2 separate regions of the Mus musculus genome follow, and region 2 is linked to region 1. A link is a contact called in public Hi-C data. All regions are on one chromosome and are shown on one strand. The core of a region is the stretch at or near the end of the contact, and the rest is flanking DNA. Distances in the headings are between cores, read along the strand shown. Region 1 overlaps Wwtr1 (WW domain containing transcription regulator 1). Region 2 overlaps Gm40056 (a long non-coding RNA gene).

Region 1 (3,570 bases), core at 586-3,085:
CATCCATTCATATATTTACTCAACACATGTTCTTATCACACATGTTGGGATGGAAAGTGGTGAATTTGTCTAGGAGTTGAGGGCGTCTATTGTGTTCCCCCACAAAGGAAGGTAGTGTATGTCTATCTCGTAGGTTAGCGCTCTGGAAGCAAAGGACCACTGCCTGCTACAGGTCAGCCTGGTCTACATAGCAAATTCTGGCTAACCAGAGCTACATGATGAGTCTTTGGTCCGGGTAAGGGTGGAAATGGGAAGAAAAGAAAAAGGGTGCCAGTTCAAATCTTTTTAGAAAAGACTCCCCGGCTCCATCACTCCAAACCAACCTCTTCCGTGATACGTACTTGTCCCTTTAAATAAATATGTTCATAATAAAAAGTCCTTTCGAAAACAAATTGGTCATTGTTTTAAACTGGAGGCTTATTTTGTACTAAGGAAAATGAGATCACAGAGGCATGAGGAAGTATTCCATTTCAAAAAATCTACTTTACATTTTTGTTTAAGTCAGAAGTATATCTACATTTTTCCTTCCTTCAAGTGATTCTTAGGCGATAACAGGCTTTGGATAATAATTACAGACTCAACAAATGTTTCCTCCAAAGTATCAGAGTTTCGAATCTGCACTTTTCTAGAGCCAGTCTGGCAGCTGAGTGTGTGCGAGGTGTTTCAAAGAGACACTCCAGGAAATGTGGCAGTGAATTTCTAGAATCGATTGGTACAGGCTTTCAACAAAAGAGATTGACACCAGATCCCCCCCCACCCCCCCTCTTCCCAGGCAGTCTGCCTCTGCAGTCTCCGTGGCTTTGAGAAAGAAAGAGTGAGCTGCACCTCTGCACTGAAATAGCCGCTTTAACGGTGGGATTTTAAAATACCGCTTTCATTTCATTTGTTTCTACTCGCCCCACCCTTCATAATTAAAACAATTCGGTCTTCCATTTTTGTAGAATCCCGGCTACACACTTAAATCAAGCTGAGCACCCTCAGAAGAGGTTATTATCATTCAGTTAGCTCCCTTTGAAGTACATTCCAGCCGAGGCAGGAGCTGGCTGGTGGGAGGTGCCCTGCGAGCCAAAAACACTCACTCGGAGCCAGGCCCCGCTCTCCATTGCCTTTTACTTTCTAGCTTCTTCTGTTGATTTATTCCACAGAGCTGCAGGCCAGTGGGGGAACTAGAGGGGAGGAAGCTTCCAGAACTTCTTAACTCACAAATTGTCTCTGCCTTTCATTATCCTCTGCGTCCACCGCACAGCTTCTCAGCCCTAGGAGGGTGCCTTTTGAATCCATAAATGACGTTTGGTTTTGTTGTTTAAGGGAGCTAACAGATTACCAGTAACTCACTCCAAAGACTCTGTTTTACAAAGGGTTTCCATTCCCAGCTTGTATGTGAAGAAATGTTGGGGGCAGGAGGAGGGAGGGCTGCAGCTTTTCAGAACTTTCTGAGACTGGCCTTTAAAACCGAACCTTAAAACTTTGCTAAATGTGGTGTGAATTCCCGGGATACTAGCTCCACCCATATACATCGAAAAGGATCATAAAACATTTCCAATCCCATCTTCCTCCCGGCTCGGGGAGGAAAAACTGTGCTCAGTGCTGTTGAATAGGCTGGTTCGTTAAGTTCTCTTCTAAACAAGCTGAATGAGGTCATGGGGTTGGTATTTCCATTTTATAGCTGGGAAAACAGGATCAGAGAAATGAAGTAACTTGCCCAAGTTTCATCTCCAGTAGTAGGTGAAAGGGTTTGAATTTGAGGCCTGCCAACTTCAGTCCTCACTGCCTTCTCCCTGGTACTGTCTGTGGAAATTACCGGAATAGCCTCAGAGGTCAAACTGCCTGGATTTAGACACTGGCTCCACCTGCTGTTAGCTACAGGGCTCTGGGAAAACCACTTAACTCTCTCTGGCCCTGTTTCCTCATCAGTAAACTAAGTTAATGGAGTCCTGTGTTCAGGCTTCACATGTTTTTTTTGCAAAGTCTAGTCAAGTCTCTTTGCCTCGCAAATCTTTCTGTGCCGTCCATGACACCTTCTATTGTTTGTCTCACTGTGTTCTTTGATCTATGTCCAACAAGATGCTTCATAAAGCATCTTAAATGAACTGTCAAGGATTTAGTCCAAGGGGCTGCAGAGATGTTTAAGAGCACTGACTGCTTGTCCAAAGACCCAGAGTTCAGACCTCAGTACTCACATGGTAGTTTAAAACCAGCTCTTATGCTAGTTCCAAGGGGGTCCCCCATCTTCTTTTTTGAATAGCTTAGGCACTGCACACATTTGGTGAACAAACATACCTGCAGGCAAACAAACAACCCCCCCAACCCATACATGTAAAAATAAATAAATAGCATTTTTTAAATTAAAATTTTTAAAGATTTATTTATTTATTATATGTAAGTACACTATAGCTGTGTTCAGACACCCCAGAAGAGGGCGTCAGATCTCATTACAGATGATTGTGAGCCACCATGTGGTTGCTGGGATTTGAACTCAGGACCTTCGGAAGAGCAGTCAGTGCTCTTAACTGCTGAGCCATCTCTCCAGCTTTAAATTAAAAAAATAATTTAAAAAAAGAATTTAGTTTAAAATTTCACAGCTCTATTGTAACTGACCTGGGATTTGAACTCTTGTGATTTTAAAGTCCTCTTCTCTGCATTGCATCACTGCTTTCTGTTATGCCAAGCTCAGGACAGGTTCAACAGCATCCTTAACTACTTCTTGAGAATTCCACTGGCAAATAGCCCACAGAACTGAGAAGTAGCCAGTACCTTACCTGATTACAACTAGAAATTTCTTCATTCTGTCTGCCACAAATCTGTGACTGGAGGGATCTTGTAGTTCACTAGTAGCTTAAGAGCCATTGCGAGGCCTTTGAGTTTTGTGATATCCTGACTCCTCGAAGACCCGATATTCTCCAGTGGTCATGCTCATGCATTGTGTGGCTTGGTGAAAGCACTGATAGACCTGCCCAACGCCTGACACACGGCTTGATGGCATGGCAGGGAAGTCAGCTGGAGTAATTGCAGAAGTAATGATGTTCCTGGAGATGGATGTAAGACCAGAGAACAGCAATATAGGGGTTAGATGAACATCCTAATGCCTGTCCATTGTCTATTCTTTGTGATTGTCTGTCTAGAATCTTGTAATTGGTGTTTTTCTATTCTAGCTAGTCTGTGTAAAAGACACACAATCCTGGTATTTTATTTACAAGCTATAGGCCTAGATTGGGCAGGTTTGGTGCTATTTTAACTTACATCACTGTGGCTGTATAACCTAAATACTAAAGCTGGGTAAGATGTGTTTGGAGGAAGAGAGACCTGAAGTACTGAGATGTGGAGAAATCAGAGGCCTGTTTTAGACAGGGCTTGTGGTGCCCTGTGAATAGACCACAATAGTTAGCCTTTCTGTTGCCGTGATAAAATACCTGAAGCAGCTTGAAGGAGAAAAGAGTGTCTTACCAGCTACAGTCCATCCTTTAAGGAAGAAGCCAAGGCTGGAGGAGCCCAAAGCAAGAACCGAGGCAAGAACCATGGAGGAATGTTCTCCACTAGGCCGCTCAGCTTGCACTCCCACATCTGTCATCA
Region 2 (3,570 bases), core at 785-3,284, 650 kb before region 1:
AAATTATATTTATTTAAAATATTCTCCCATGCAGAATGCCTGCCATTACATTTTCCAAAACTTAGAATGTAGCACACCAAGAAGGAGTGTAAATGACAGATTTGGGATTATAATGATGTGTCAACACAAGCCTATTAATGACAGCAAGTACTGCACTCTCCAGGGGTGTTGGTAGTGTGGCATTGTGCGTATGGACAGGAAGGGGGATGTGAAAGAAACCTCTGTTCCTCCTGTCAGTTTTCCTGTCAACCTAAAACTAGTCTAAAATTTCTCTCTTTAAAAAAGAAAATGAAATGTATAGGATCATAAATTGTCAAATACTCAGAGATAAATCTAGAAAGATTCCATTAAAATTAAGAGCCCGTATTCATCCAGATACACACTGAGAGATAGAAATAGGAAGCCAGGAGAGGGGGTGATCCCATGAAAACATATCGATGAAGGTCTCTTAGCTAGAGCGTGTCAGGAACCAGAACAATCATTAAGAAAAAGACAGATATTAAATAAGCAAAAAGGGAGAATGGCCACATGGAACACATGGGAACACGTGACAATCAGACATGAGGGAGAGTCACCCAAGCCACCAAGGAGTATCAGTACCATAAGCAAGAAACTCCAAAAACACAGGTAACAATACCAAGTCTCTGTCTCAGAAGAGAGGGACAAAGGGAACTTATGTGTTGCTCACTCTAACACATACACAACTACACCCCCCGTACAGACCCCACATACCACACACATGCAACACATACATACCACACACACAAACACATATACATATTATACAAACACACCACACATACACAACATATATCACATACACGTAAACACAACATAAACACACTACATACCACACATACACATATACCCAGCATACAGATACCACATACCACATACACACATCACATGCTACATATCACATACTTACAACACTACACACACATTGTATCACCACAGACACACACACACGCAGGCACCATACACACACACACACACAAATACATACCACATATACATACACACCACACACGTGCCACATACCACAGATACACACATACAGACTACATACACACACCCCATGCTACATACCACACACTGCACATACCACACACACACATACTTTATCACCACACACACATACATCCCATATATACAAACCACATATCACACCCACACACAAACCACAACATACACACTACATACGACACACACACACACAAACACAACATACATATATCACATACCAGATACACACCACATTATCACATACCACACACACACACCACACATACTACACTCACTACACTATATCACGACTCTCTCTCCCTCTCTCTCCCCTCCCCCCACCTCTGCCTCTCCTCGGAGATTGGACTTATGCGTGCAGGGCTATGTGCTACACTGGGTCACAGCTCCATCCCCCTTTTACCTTTTATTTTGAGAAGGATTTCACTAGGTTACCCAGACTGGCCTTGAACTTGCGTTAGCACCAAGGAAGGATCAACCTGGAGTTTTCTAGCTTCAGCCTTCTTACTAGCAGAATTACAAGGCGCAGTCTGCATTTCCCTTTGCCCATGGTTTGACATTATATACTAACGTTCAATGTATGAACATCCTATGTGACTGATCAGTTATGAAAACAAATGCCCAGAAGCTGTACAGAAACGGGGCTCAGTGTATGCACATGAACTGGGCTCAGTGTACGTGCCTTTCGGGGTTTCTATCTGAGCCGACTCATGATGGGCTCTTTTCAGCATCAATGAATAGTCAAGGTCTTCAGACAACTTGTTCCTCCTTGATTCCTGGTTCCAGTCAGTCACATCGTGCCATTTCCCCCACATATCAGCAGCTTTGTATATTTTCTGGGATTTTTTTGGAGGGGGGGGTGGGGTGGGGAATAGGGGCAGTATTTTTTATTGTGCGAAGGCAAAAGTGAATTTGTTCCAACACTGCCCTTCCTTCTGAAGAGGGTTAGTCTGGATGTCTTTGGTACTGCTTGGAAATGACACTAGGTGGCGCTCCTCCTTTTCAGTCCTCGCCGCCTGCTGGCAGCTGAGCAAAGGGGTTTTCCAGCACACGTGAGCCCTTGTGTTGCCAGAAAGGACAAGGTCATGCCAACCCGGAATGAGAATGGCGTGGAGAAGTCTGTCCTTTGGAGGAGGGTGAAGAACATCCTTCCTTATGACAGCTAGGGGCTTATTCAGCTTGCAGGTAGCTGTTCTACTTCTAGACAAGCCTCAGAAACTGATCAATCAGTACTTCCCGAAGGGACCCAAGAGGAGCAGAGTCCACGACCTCGCTCTCTCTGGGCAACCTTGGCTCAATCCTTCGCTGGGGCAAGCATTTACTGGTAGCCCATAAAGGGCTCAAACAGTGTCTGCTGTCCACTGAAGGGTGACGTTATATCATTTTGCAGGGAATGGGAGAAAGAAGGGCAGGTCTTCAAACTTCACGATCCATATCCTCTACTTACCCTTCCTAGCTGCTGGGAGACCCAAGAAACAAATATACGTGGAGATTGGCACCAAACTGCCTCCAGTTGTCCCCTACCCCAGGTGACTGTAAATTTCTGGAAAAAAAAAAGTCTCTGCTTCAACACTTTCTGTGCTACCCATACATCCATATATGCGCCCATCCACCCACCCACGGAGGAGCCTCCAGGCACGGCCACACTGCCTGCTTTGCTTTTCCATCTATTCGTTAGCCCTATTTTACCGTTGTCTGTTACTCCATGAGGTTGTGTGCACCCGCTGTGTTTAAAAACATTGCCCTTAAGCACATAGATGCTTTGTAATTGGTCCTGGATGACCCAGAGATCCAGCTGAATCAGTCTTCTGTAAGCCTGTTCCCACCTGTATAAACTACCCTATTCCAGTTTGTCAATTTGATTCTCTCTGTAATATAAGCCTTTCCTTGGGGGGAAAATATCTCATTAAAGTACTTTTGATCTGAAAATCTCCACCGAAAATTTGGAGAAGAAAAATGACTGGAGAGTTTAACCCTGAACTTTATGGTTGTTAACAACCACAATACCTGTGGTCACCCTACTTTCTCCCATCTCATGAACCTCTCTGGGACCTTTGGATCTTCCCAGTTCCCATATTCAAACCAAACTTCGATCCAATGTTTGCTCACCTAAAACCCATTGATGTATTAACCAAACTGAAGACCTTTCCTTCATAACAAACCGAGAGAGCAGAGATAGGACAATCCTCTCTTATGGCAGCAACCAACTTGCTTCTCTACGATGAAGCTTTCACCTGCTCATCTGATCCTGTAGCTTTACACATCTCTGTCTCAAGTTAGAATACGCCGTCCTCTTCCTATCTGCTCATGGTTTTATAGAGAACAAAATGCTTAGGAAGATGATAGACAGAAGTCTCCAAGAAAATCAATAGACCCTCTAAAAGTCTGGGATCTGAAGCTGAAGTTTTGAGTCTGGAAAAAAGGGGAATCCCTCTTACCTTTGCCACGATGACTGTCTAAAGAGGCGTGGAGAGTTGTAATTGTCTGTACTAGGTTTCTTATTTGTTGCAAGGAGGAGTGAAAAGAGGCCATGGTTCTCATTCTAGA

Evidence for each region. A called contact is a pair of places that touch in the nucleus more often than the background predicts.
Region 2: a contact with region 1 is called in a Hi-C map of cerebral cortex, with 4 times the contacts expected there. The contact joins two enhancer-like sites. A contact is called at or near these places in 8 of 484 Hi-C or Micro-C datasets (the HPC-7 cell line, the N1E-115 cell line, cardiomyocytes and 5 more) and 2 of 115 datasets of contacts at active chromatin or transcription factors (astrocytes and embryonic stem cells).

What each region holds. Positions count from the first base shown.
Region 1 is chr3:57,468,671-57,472,240 of GRCm38.p6, reverse strand. The region is part of intron 4 of Wwtr1 (WW domain containing transcription regulator 1); the gene reads left to right. Among named protein-coding and RNA genes, the nearest start is that of Tm4sf4, 45 kb to the right of the region's middle. Within about 2 kb of position 1,835, at least 141 of the 459 cell types and tissues checked have an H3K27ac peak or open chromatin away from gene starts, as enhancers often do. A contact at or near this core is called in cerebral cortex and stem cell-derived neural stem cells, where this site is marked.
Region 2 is chr3:58,121,360-58,124,929 of GRCm38.p6, reverse strand. It overlaps Gm40056 (a long non-coding RNA gene), which reads right to left. Exons shown (of 6, transcript XR_003954487.1): 4 at 2,471-2,566. Among named protein-coding and RNA genes, the nearest start is that of Gm40056, 34 kb to the right of the region's middle. Within about 2 kb of position 2,034, at least 29 of the 459 cell types and tissues checked have an H3K27ac peak or open chromatin away from gene starts, as enhancers often do. A contact at or near this core is called in cerebral cortex and stem cell-derived neural stem cells, where this site is marked.